Linked DNA regions of Zea mays: region 1 is linked to region 2. The links are chromatin contacts, called in public Hi-C maps. All regions are on one chromosome and are shown on one strand. The core of a region is the stretch at or near the end of the contact, and the rest is flanking DNA. Distances in the headings are between cores, read along the strand shown.

The links. Hi-C and Micro-C count contacts between places; a contact is called where the count stands out from the background.
Region 1: a Hi-C map of leaf shows a contact between it and region 2, with 2.9 times the contacts expected there. The contact joins the promoter of LOC100282783 here to the promoter of LOC100382844 in region 2. A contact is called at or near these places in 4 of 25 Hi-C or Micro-C datasets (ear and leaf).

Annotation. Positions count from the first base shown.
Region 1 is chr7:179,109,481-179,113,676 of Zm-B73-REFERENCE-NAM-5.0, forward strand. It overlaps LOC100282783, which reads right to left and starts at 2,401. Exons shown (of 9, transcript NM_001155689.2): 1 at 2,175-2,401; 2 at 1,582-1,703; 3 at 1,334-1,415; 4 at 819-954; 5 at 549-676; 6 at 387-477; 7 at 1-42. The coding sequence starts at 2,255. LOC100285884 reads left to right here and starts at 2,520. Exons shown (of 4, transcript NM_001158774.1): 1 at 2,520-2,700; 2 at 3,641-3,833. The coding sequence starts at 3,651.
Region 2 is chr7:178,951,347-178,956,068 of Zm-B73-REFERENCE-NAM-5.0, forward strand. LOC100382844 (Gamma carbonic anhydrase 2 mitochondrial) reads right to left here and starts at 2,123. Exons shown (of 5, transcript NM_001175541.1): 1 at 1,897-2,123; 2 at 971-1,114. The coding sequence starts at 2,011.

The DNA of each region.
Region 1 (4,196 bases), core at 1,151-3,650, 160 kb after region 2:
ACTTCTTTAGGATCATCGCCAGTGATATCATCATCGATCGCCCTGTCAGTTTATTAATACAGGTTCAGAGAAAAGAGCCAAAAGCTGTGAATTAAGGATGCCTTCCTCTTAGGAAGCAATAACAGGGAATTCAATTTATGACCAGCTAAAATTATAAATTAGCAGTTGCACCGTAGATATTATTATTAAGTTTATACTAAATTCATAAGCTATCTTGCATAAGCACCGATCCGATTCAGTTCCAAACTCACAGAATCATATCTAATTTATCTCAACCTCTCAATATCACTACATAAAGTCTGATTTACTGTATGCATGCAGTGCTAATGTACAACTTATGTCATGCCAAAAGGGGAGGATTGTAGATAAGGCTATGAAGGCGGTACCTTGTGGATACTTGCCTCCAATAATGGGAGCAAGTAAGGATGATATTGAGTCAATTATAAGTAAGCAAATTCTCCTGCCATCACCTATTACCTGTTACACGTGCCAGGTGAGAGAAGTATTTGACAAGAAATCTGAAACCATATGCAATACTTCACTCATACCTTTTCATTCAGTAGAGAAACTTCAAGTTGATGTAGTACTTCAAACATACCAAATATATCAAACACAGACTCGCAGATGATGCTTTGCATCACAGTCTTGAGCCTCTCCTTAGACAGCAAGTCAAAACCTGATTACTGTAGATCTTAAGCTATATATAAAACATATGGTAAAACTTTTGCCAAGAAACTGCTGGAGAATTGAAATAAATTATGAGAACTCAAAGAATGACAAAAGGCAAGAGTAGGCTAGACATATGGTTGATTGTCTACCTTTTTGATCAGATAGGTCGTTAGTTCCATCAATTATGGTGGCAATACGACTAGGAGAGAAAGAATTACTAGTATCCAAGTACATAACCACACCCGTATGCTTCACTGGAGCATGTGAAGCAGAATGTAGACAAACCTGAAAAATGGTATATATGTAAGAGCATGACTATGATTTAGCCCATAATAGTTCCAACAAAATCATTCCAAGCAGTAACCATGGGCAACGACTGCTATGCAAACAGTGCTTCTGTGCAAACGTGCAAGCAAACCATCTGATCCATTAGATTACGATCCAACCACAGATACAACCACTGGTTTGTTAGGGGTTTTTTTATAAAGATTATTGAGCTGGTGGTGGAAGGGTTTAAGTGTTAAATGTGACTTACGGTTGGATCACGATCTAATGGATCAGATGGTTTGCTTGCACGCTTGCACAGAAGCACTGCTTGCATAGCAGTCGTTGCCGTAACCATGAGCATTTTAAGTGTGTATAAAAAGATAACTCATCTTCTCACCTGTGTTTTACCAGAAGATGATGGTCCAGTAACCTCTGTGAGCTGACCTTGGCGCAGCCCGCCCCCAAGAAGTCTGTCAATGCTGTCAATTGAAAGACCACATGCTTCAAAAAAATGAAAGGTCACAAATGATACTAGGATCATATTAATCACAAAAAGTAATATAAACGAGGGTGTTAACATAGCAAATATGAGATGAAGACTGAACAGAGAAGGCATGAGTATGTATATGTTCAAGGTAGAAGTACCCTTCAAGTCCAGTAGGTAGGACATGCTTGTTTTCAGTGACGTCCTTGAGCAAGTCGATCCCACTCCAAATTCGCCCACACCGATCTTCCTTAGAAGGCTGATCTTGATTCATCGTCTCCTCCTGTGTGTATTATATCATGGATGGAAAACAGTCCGTGATTCAGTAGTACAAAATTTCTTCGCTACCCCAATGTGTCGTCAACTCAGCTCTATTGGTTGACAATTGCCGCATTATGTTGTTACTTGCAACCCCTCAATTCAATTTGCGACGGATTTCCAGTTAGTGGACCAGTTACTTGTGGGTTTTTGATATTGCGGAGAAGGTCATTTGTACTTCTAAGGGCTGGTTTGGTGACAAGGGAATTGGAGAGGATTGAGGGGGAGAAAATCCCTTGATATTCAATTTTTACTTCTAAATGTTATGATGGACTCCTCTCCCCACTAGCAAGTCGAACGCAACGTCATGCGCAGTGTGTAGCATCAGTCAGACTAACATTTCTAGTACAACAAACATTCATGCGTGATGCGTTGATAGCAGGCGAGCAAATACTAGAAGCAGCAGTGTCACAAGAAGAAAAGGAAGAATGCGAACCTCCTGGTCGTGTGGTGCGTAGCGGCGCTTGAGACCACAGCCGGATGTGGTGGCTTCCCTTCCGCCACCGGCCGCCGCCATGACGGCGCCGAGTAACTGTCTTCCACGGACACTACCGTTGGAGACCTCCACCAGCACGCGGTGCCCCTGGAAGGTAACCACTAGGGCAAGATAGGACGCCTGCCCCTACGGAACCCCGGGACCGAGCGGGAACGGCGGCGGCCGCGTCGGGCGAAGGAAAACGAAGAAGCCGAGACTGAGTACTGGGCCGGCCCACTTTGATTATTTGTAGCGAAGGTAAGCACAAGGAATTCCTAAGCACAATGACAGGCCCAATAGCCCAATGCGCTGAATAGCGCAGCATCCTTTCCCTTCTCCCCCACCCTCGGCCTCGCTTCCAGCCATCCGCCGCGGCTCGTCTCCGTCTCCCGGCTCCTCGGCGTCTAGCTCGTCAACGCGCGCGTCCGCCGTCGGCTCCTCCGACCGGCGTCCCACCACAGGGGAATACAGATCGACGATCCGCTGGGTGCGTCTCATTTCCCGGCTCGCAGATCTGACCAACTGTTGTGTGTTCCGTTCGTTGGTGTACGAGAGTAGCTGGGGTCTCCGCGGGCAGTTCTTGCGCATAGGTCTTCCCCGTTACGGAGTATTGTGTAGTCACTTTGCTTCAAGAACCATTGGGGATCGAGTATAATTTGATGATTTTAGGGCAGTTCACGGTGCCTGTTATGTTTGTTCTATTGTGTTTTCACTATGGTTATTTATTTGTACCTTTTTCTAGCGTACTGGGTGTTTGTATGCATGATTGATCCGCTCATTTAGGGGGTGTTTGGTTTAAGGAATCACTACATCCAAATTGAGGTGGTGCATCATGGGTTTATTCCTCAAATTTGGTGGGATGACCCTATTCTTCATATTAGTACTAACTAATTAACTATGAGGAATGAGGTGGTGATGGATCAACTCATTCCATTCCACAAACCAAACAAAAATAGTGAGGAGTGAGAAGATGATGGACTAGCTCATTTCTTAAACCAAACACCTACCTAGCCCTTTTACATAATCCATGTCCAATGCAACCATTGGCTTTCATTGCCCTCAGCAATTTTTAGGGTATTAGTTACTAAGGTGTGGTTTGGTTCACGAAATGTAACATAAATGGTAATTGTAATGATTCACGTTCGATTACCGGCTGTAACAAGTTTGAATAAGACGGTATTAGTTTCTAGTGTTATTACGGACTTAAACAAACATGGTTTTTTAATGTTATCTATTACCGTTCACGTTACAAATAAATAGGTGAATCAAACAGCACCTAAGATATAGTACGCTTATCACTATAGTGCTACTACTTTCCAGCTCCTGGAGTAGCGAATATTGTTTCAGGGAAGCAGAGATATTTCCTATTGTTGCTGGTTCCGTCTTATCTGTGTACTGATGACTTTTAGGCATCCCGTGCGGTGCAGGCTTGCAAACATGTATATCCGAGTGAAGCGCAACAAGAGTACCTACTTCATTCAATGTGAACCAACAGAGACAGCTTTGAGCATCAAACAGAAGTTGCACTCGCTGATAGATCAACCTCCTAGTAGTCAGCAGTTGGTCTTGTGGCCTAGCAGTGATGTGCTTGAAGACTCAAAGACTTTGGCAGATCAAAAGGTACCCCTACATCTAGCTGCTTCTGCTTCTTTACATATTATTCCTAAGATGATTCTGTTTAGGCCCCGTTTGTTTCGTTGGAATTGAATTCGATTCTAATAATCATAATTTAGACACGAACTAATTAAGTTAATATATTTGTATATGTAATATATTTGTATATTATCCTAAATCATATGAGATAGTTATACACTACACTTATGCTATAGAGAAGTAAGTAGAAGAGTGTGCTATAAGTTGTACATTGGAAAAGTAGCATGCAAATCTATAAAATCAATTTTCATCTTTCACTCCATGAATTTAAGACAGGCTTATGTATCAACTTTAGAAAGTTGTGGAATATCACATTCTAAAAAGTAGTCT
Region 2 (4,722 bases), core at 873-3,372:
ATAGAAAATGTCAATCACATAATAACCCAGTCTCAGACGTATTTAACAATTAACAAATCCTGTTCTCTGACAAAGTTGCTGTCTTGCTGATGCCCATCCAAAAATGAAAGTATGTGATGCTTCAATAATAAATGCTTACAAGCTGTAGATTTTGAGATTGCCTTAAATTTGTGTAGGTTCGCATGGTATACTCTTAGTATTTGAATGTCAATCACTATGGTTTGGGTTTGAATATGGCAGTTATTTTTAGATGTACAAGCCAAAGTGATAAACAAGCATACTTTTAACATCTTCTCTCTTGGATGGAATATTAACTTCTCAGTAACATATTGTGGTGATGCAACAGGGTCTAAGCCTCATAAACTTGATACTGACACAAAAATTGGTGGCTACTATAATGAACCAAATGATTATTCCCGAGCACCCTTATTCCTTAGAAATGTTTATATATTTGGAAATCTAACAGCAGTTCACCAGTATGTATGATAGTGTCCCACAGCCGACAAATAAGTACTCTAAACTAAGGGGGTGTTTGGCATTGCTCCGGAGCAAAACTCCAAGGAAGAGCTGACTAGAGCCAGCCAAACACCCCAACTTCAAAGTTGTACACTCCATGGAGGTTTGAGAGCCGCCGTACAATTTTTTGGAGTTTGAAGGTATTTACCTGCCGCTGCCACTAGTTATGAGAAAGCAACCTAAACTACAGAGCAGAGCTGCTCCACCCAGAGTTTTGGAGCAAAGCTGCTGTGCAGTGGAGCAGAGCTATGCCAAACATGCACTAAATGTTTCCCACTGCTTAGTTTCATTGGTACGTCAGATATACTGAGTGCAACATAGTATTCTACTGAACCGTTCTGCGTTCATGACCAAGACCACGAAATGAAACACACCGAATAAAACCATTATGACTACAAGCATTGCAGCTCAGAGAACATCTAACATGTAAAAAGCATACTGTTCAAGGGTTTACCTCTCAATATGGATCCGTACCAGATTGACGATCCATGACCAATCTCAACATCCCCAATGACTGCTGCACTGGGAGCAACAAACACATCTCTATGGATCCTTGGCTCTTTCTCAAAAATATTCATGATTGTACGATGCCTTGAAACTGAAAACAGCATTCAAGCCAACTAGTCAGCAACTAATATTTTTGCAAATCACAGGAGTCATAAATGCATGAATTAAAATGCATCATACATACACATCAACTAATATGAATTAAAATAAAATGCATCATGGTGCCAAAATCATGCAGATCCCTGATAATCCAACAGTTGGAGCATAGTGATGCCAAGAAGAAATACCATTATTATGATGCTAGGGAAGAGAGAATAGCATATAAGTTCGCTTGAAACAGGAATGTCAGTTGGACATATTAACCAATGCTTGTTGCAAATGACTTCCACAGGAAAAACTGCTAACTACAATGGGAACATTTCATGATTGCGTGACCACACGTCCACACTAGAAACAAAGGCAACGTATAAGGGGGGGGGGGGGGGGGGGGGGGGGGGGGGGGGCATAGTAGCTAGTGTAAAGGACAGCTCATATAAGCATTATTCAAATAATCAAACCACATTATCAATATACATATCTAATCCATCTTTGCACGAATGCTATTTCGGCTTTATTAAACTTTGGGCACATCCCCAAGTGTGAGGACAACAAGGAGCGCGGACGCCACTGATTCAACCTGATCTGGCACTAGCAGGTCCTAAAAGGCGAACACAACGAACTGATAGATGGCATACATGTACCTCCACGACGCATAAAAATGATTACACGAGGACCCGATTCCACCCTTTTGCGAGTAAGAAGCAGCCACAAGGTGGGGGCGAGGAGGCGGAGGAGCAGGGGAGAAGAATGGAGCGGGAGAAGGCGCATGTTTACCCTGTTCCTCGACGCGGAGGCCGCCCTGGATGGTGGATCCGAGGCGGTCCATGGCCTGCCCCGTGCCCCGGATCCACTTGCCCACCGTGAAGATCGCGCGCCCCAGGGTACCCATGCCTCCTCCTGATACTTTCGCGCGCTCGCTTCCTCCACGGCTTGCTCGGATGGGTGAGGGCTCGCCGCCGGCCGCCGCGCGCGCGGGTGGGGTTTAATGGCGTGAGGAGGCGAGACGGCGGAAGAGAGAGAAGAGGGCTGCCTGCGGCAAGAGGCAGTGGCCACAGGACCCGTAGGGGTAGGGAGAGGAGGCCAGGCGGTCGATGGACCTGGGCCTTGAAATGTTGGGCTGTTTTGTTTGCTCTCCGGCCAGGATCTAATTAAAAGCAACTCCAATAGTTACTGACAATAGTTAATGAAAAAAATAGCATGTCGGACCTGGTACTTCGCTGTGCTAGAAAAGGGAAAAAAATAAACATGTAGGTGTAAAGAAATCAATGATAAGTGTGTTTAGAAAATTGCTATCGAGTTGCCAATCTAGAGAGTAAATAGTGTTGGATAGCAAGTGTCGAGAAAGAGATCATCGGTCTTTGGGGCCCATCGGTCAGCAAGCGCACTAAGAAAAAACCTCTAGCAACTGGGCCCACTGGTCAGCCGAAGAAAATAGGTAACGGCTATCCTGGAGGTGCTCGTCCCCGGACGAACCCCACGGCACCGAGCCTACAGTCAGGTGTGGCGGAACCTAACTGGGGCAAGGCGTGCCGAAGAGAAACCACTCGAGTGGATCTCGCGCCTGACCTAAGACCGACCCGTCATAAATGACCGGTCGCATTAACTGTGCCTGGCGACGAGCTACAACGGAGGCGTCGGACCGTCTTCCACTTAAGACCTAAGAACCCCTCGGGCCACAGAGCACTCATGACCTACGAACCTCTCAGACTACGGCACATTTATGGCACGTGCACCCTCTGGTCTGTGGCGCACTCATGGCCTATCGGGACTAGGCCTAAGTGAAAGTCGCCTAGAGGGGGGTGGATAGGCGAAACCTGAAAATTAAAATTTTATCCCCCAACTAGATCCCTTGATTAGTGGTTAGAACAAGATATACAATTATCGGAGTATAAAAACTAAATCCTTGCTTGTAAAGAGTATTGCTTTCAAATAATGCGGAATTGATAAATCAATACTACTAATAAGTCTATGAGAATAAAGCAAGAGTGCTTAGACAAGGAAGAGCAATAACACAAGTGTCGGCGTTTCGAGACCGGGGGGTCCCTGGGCCGACGAGTGAGTGTCGCCGCGTGCCCCAGCCCAGATGGGTCGAGCGAGGGCGAGCGCGAAGGGGGGAGAGCGAGGCGGCCGGAGACCGGCGTGAGAGAGGTGGGAATCCCGCAGCCTTCGTGTTCGTCCCGCGCCCAGGTCGGGTGCGCTTGCAGTAGGGGGTTACAAGCGTCCACGCGGGAGAGGGAAGCGAGCGGCTCCAAGCGAGCGCCTGTCTCGTCCTCGCGTGGCCAACCCTCTCTAAGAGGGCCCTGGTCCTTCCTTTTATAGACGTAAGGAGAGGATCCAGGTGTACAATGGGGGGTGTAGCAGAGTGCTACGTGTCTAGCGGAGGAGAGCTAGCGCCCTAAGTACATGCCGTCGTGGCAGCCGGAGAGATTTTGGCACCCAGCTGGTGTGATGTTGTGGCCATCGGAGGAGCGATGGAGCCTGGCGGAGGGACAGCTGTCGGAGCGGTTGGGTCCCTGCTGACGTCCTCTTGCTTCCATAAGGGGGCTGAGAGCCGTCGTCGTCACAGAGTATGCGGGGCGCCATCATTGCCTATCTGGCGGAGCTAGCCAGATGGGACACCGGTCTTGTTCCCTGCGGCCCGAGTCAGCTCGGGGTAGGGTGATGATGGCGCCTCCTGTTGACGTGGCTGGCCTGCGCCCTAGATTGGGCGATGTGGAGGCTCCTCCGAAGCCGAGGTCGAGTCTGTCTTCCGTGGCCGAGGCCGAGTCCGAGCCCCTGGGTCGGGCGAGGCGGAGGTCGTCGGCAGAGGCCAGGGCGAAGTCCGAGCCCTGGGGTCGGGCGAAGCAGAGTTCGTCGTCTTCTGGGGCTGAGCCCGAGTCCGAGCCCTGGGTCGGGCGGAGCGGAGTTCGCCGTCTTCCGGGACTTAGCCCGAGTCCGAGCCCTGGGTCGAGCGGAGCGGAGTTCGCCGTCTTCCGGGACTTAGCCCGAGTCCGAGCCCTGGGTCGGGCAGAGCGGAGTTCGCCGTCTTCCGGGACTTAGCCCGAGTCCGAGCCCTGGGTCGGGCGAAGCGGAGCTTCCTATGGTGCCTTTGGCAGGGCCTGACTGCCTGTCAGTCTCACTATATCAAGCGGCACTGCAGTCGGAGTGGCGCAGGCGGCGCTGTCCTTCTGTTAGGCCGATCAGTGGAGCGGCGAAGTGACGACGGTCACTTCAGCTCTGCCGGGGGGCGCGCGTCAGGATAAAGGTGTCAGGCCACCTTTGCGTTAAATGCTCCTGCGATTTGGTCGGTCGGTGCGGCGATTTAGTCAGGGTTGCTTCTTAGCGAAGGCAGGGCCTCGAGCGAGCCAGAAATATGTTCGCCGTCGGAGGGGGGCCTCGGGCGAGACGGAAATCCTCCGGGGTCGGCTGCCCTTGTCCGAGGCTAGGCTCGGGCGAGGCGTGATCGAGTCGCTCGAATGGACTGATCCCTGACTTAATCGCACCCATTAGGCCTTAGCAGCTTTATGCTGATGGGGGTTACCAGGTGAGAATTAGGAGTCTTGAGGGTACCCCTAATTATGATCCCCGACAGTAGCCCCCGAGCCTCGAAGGGAGTGTTAG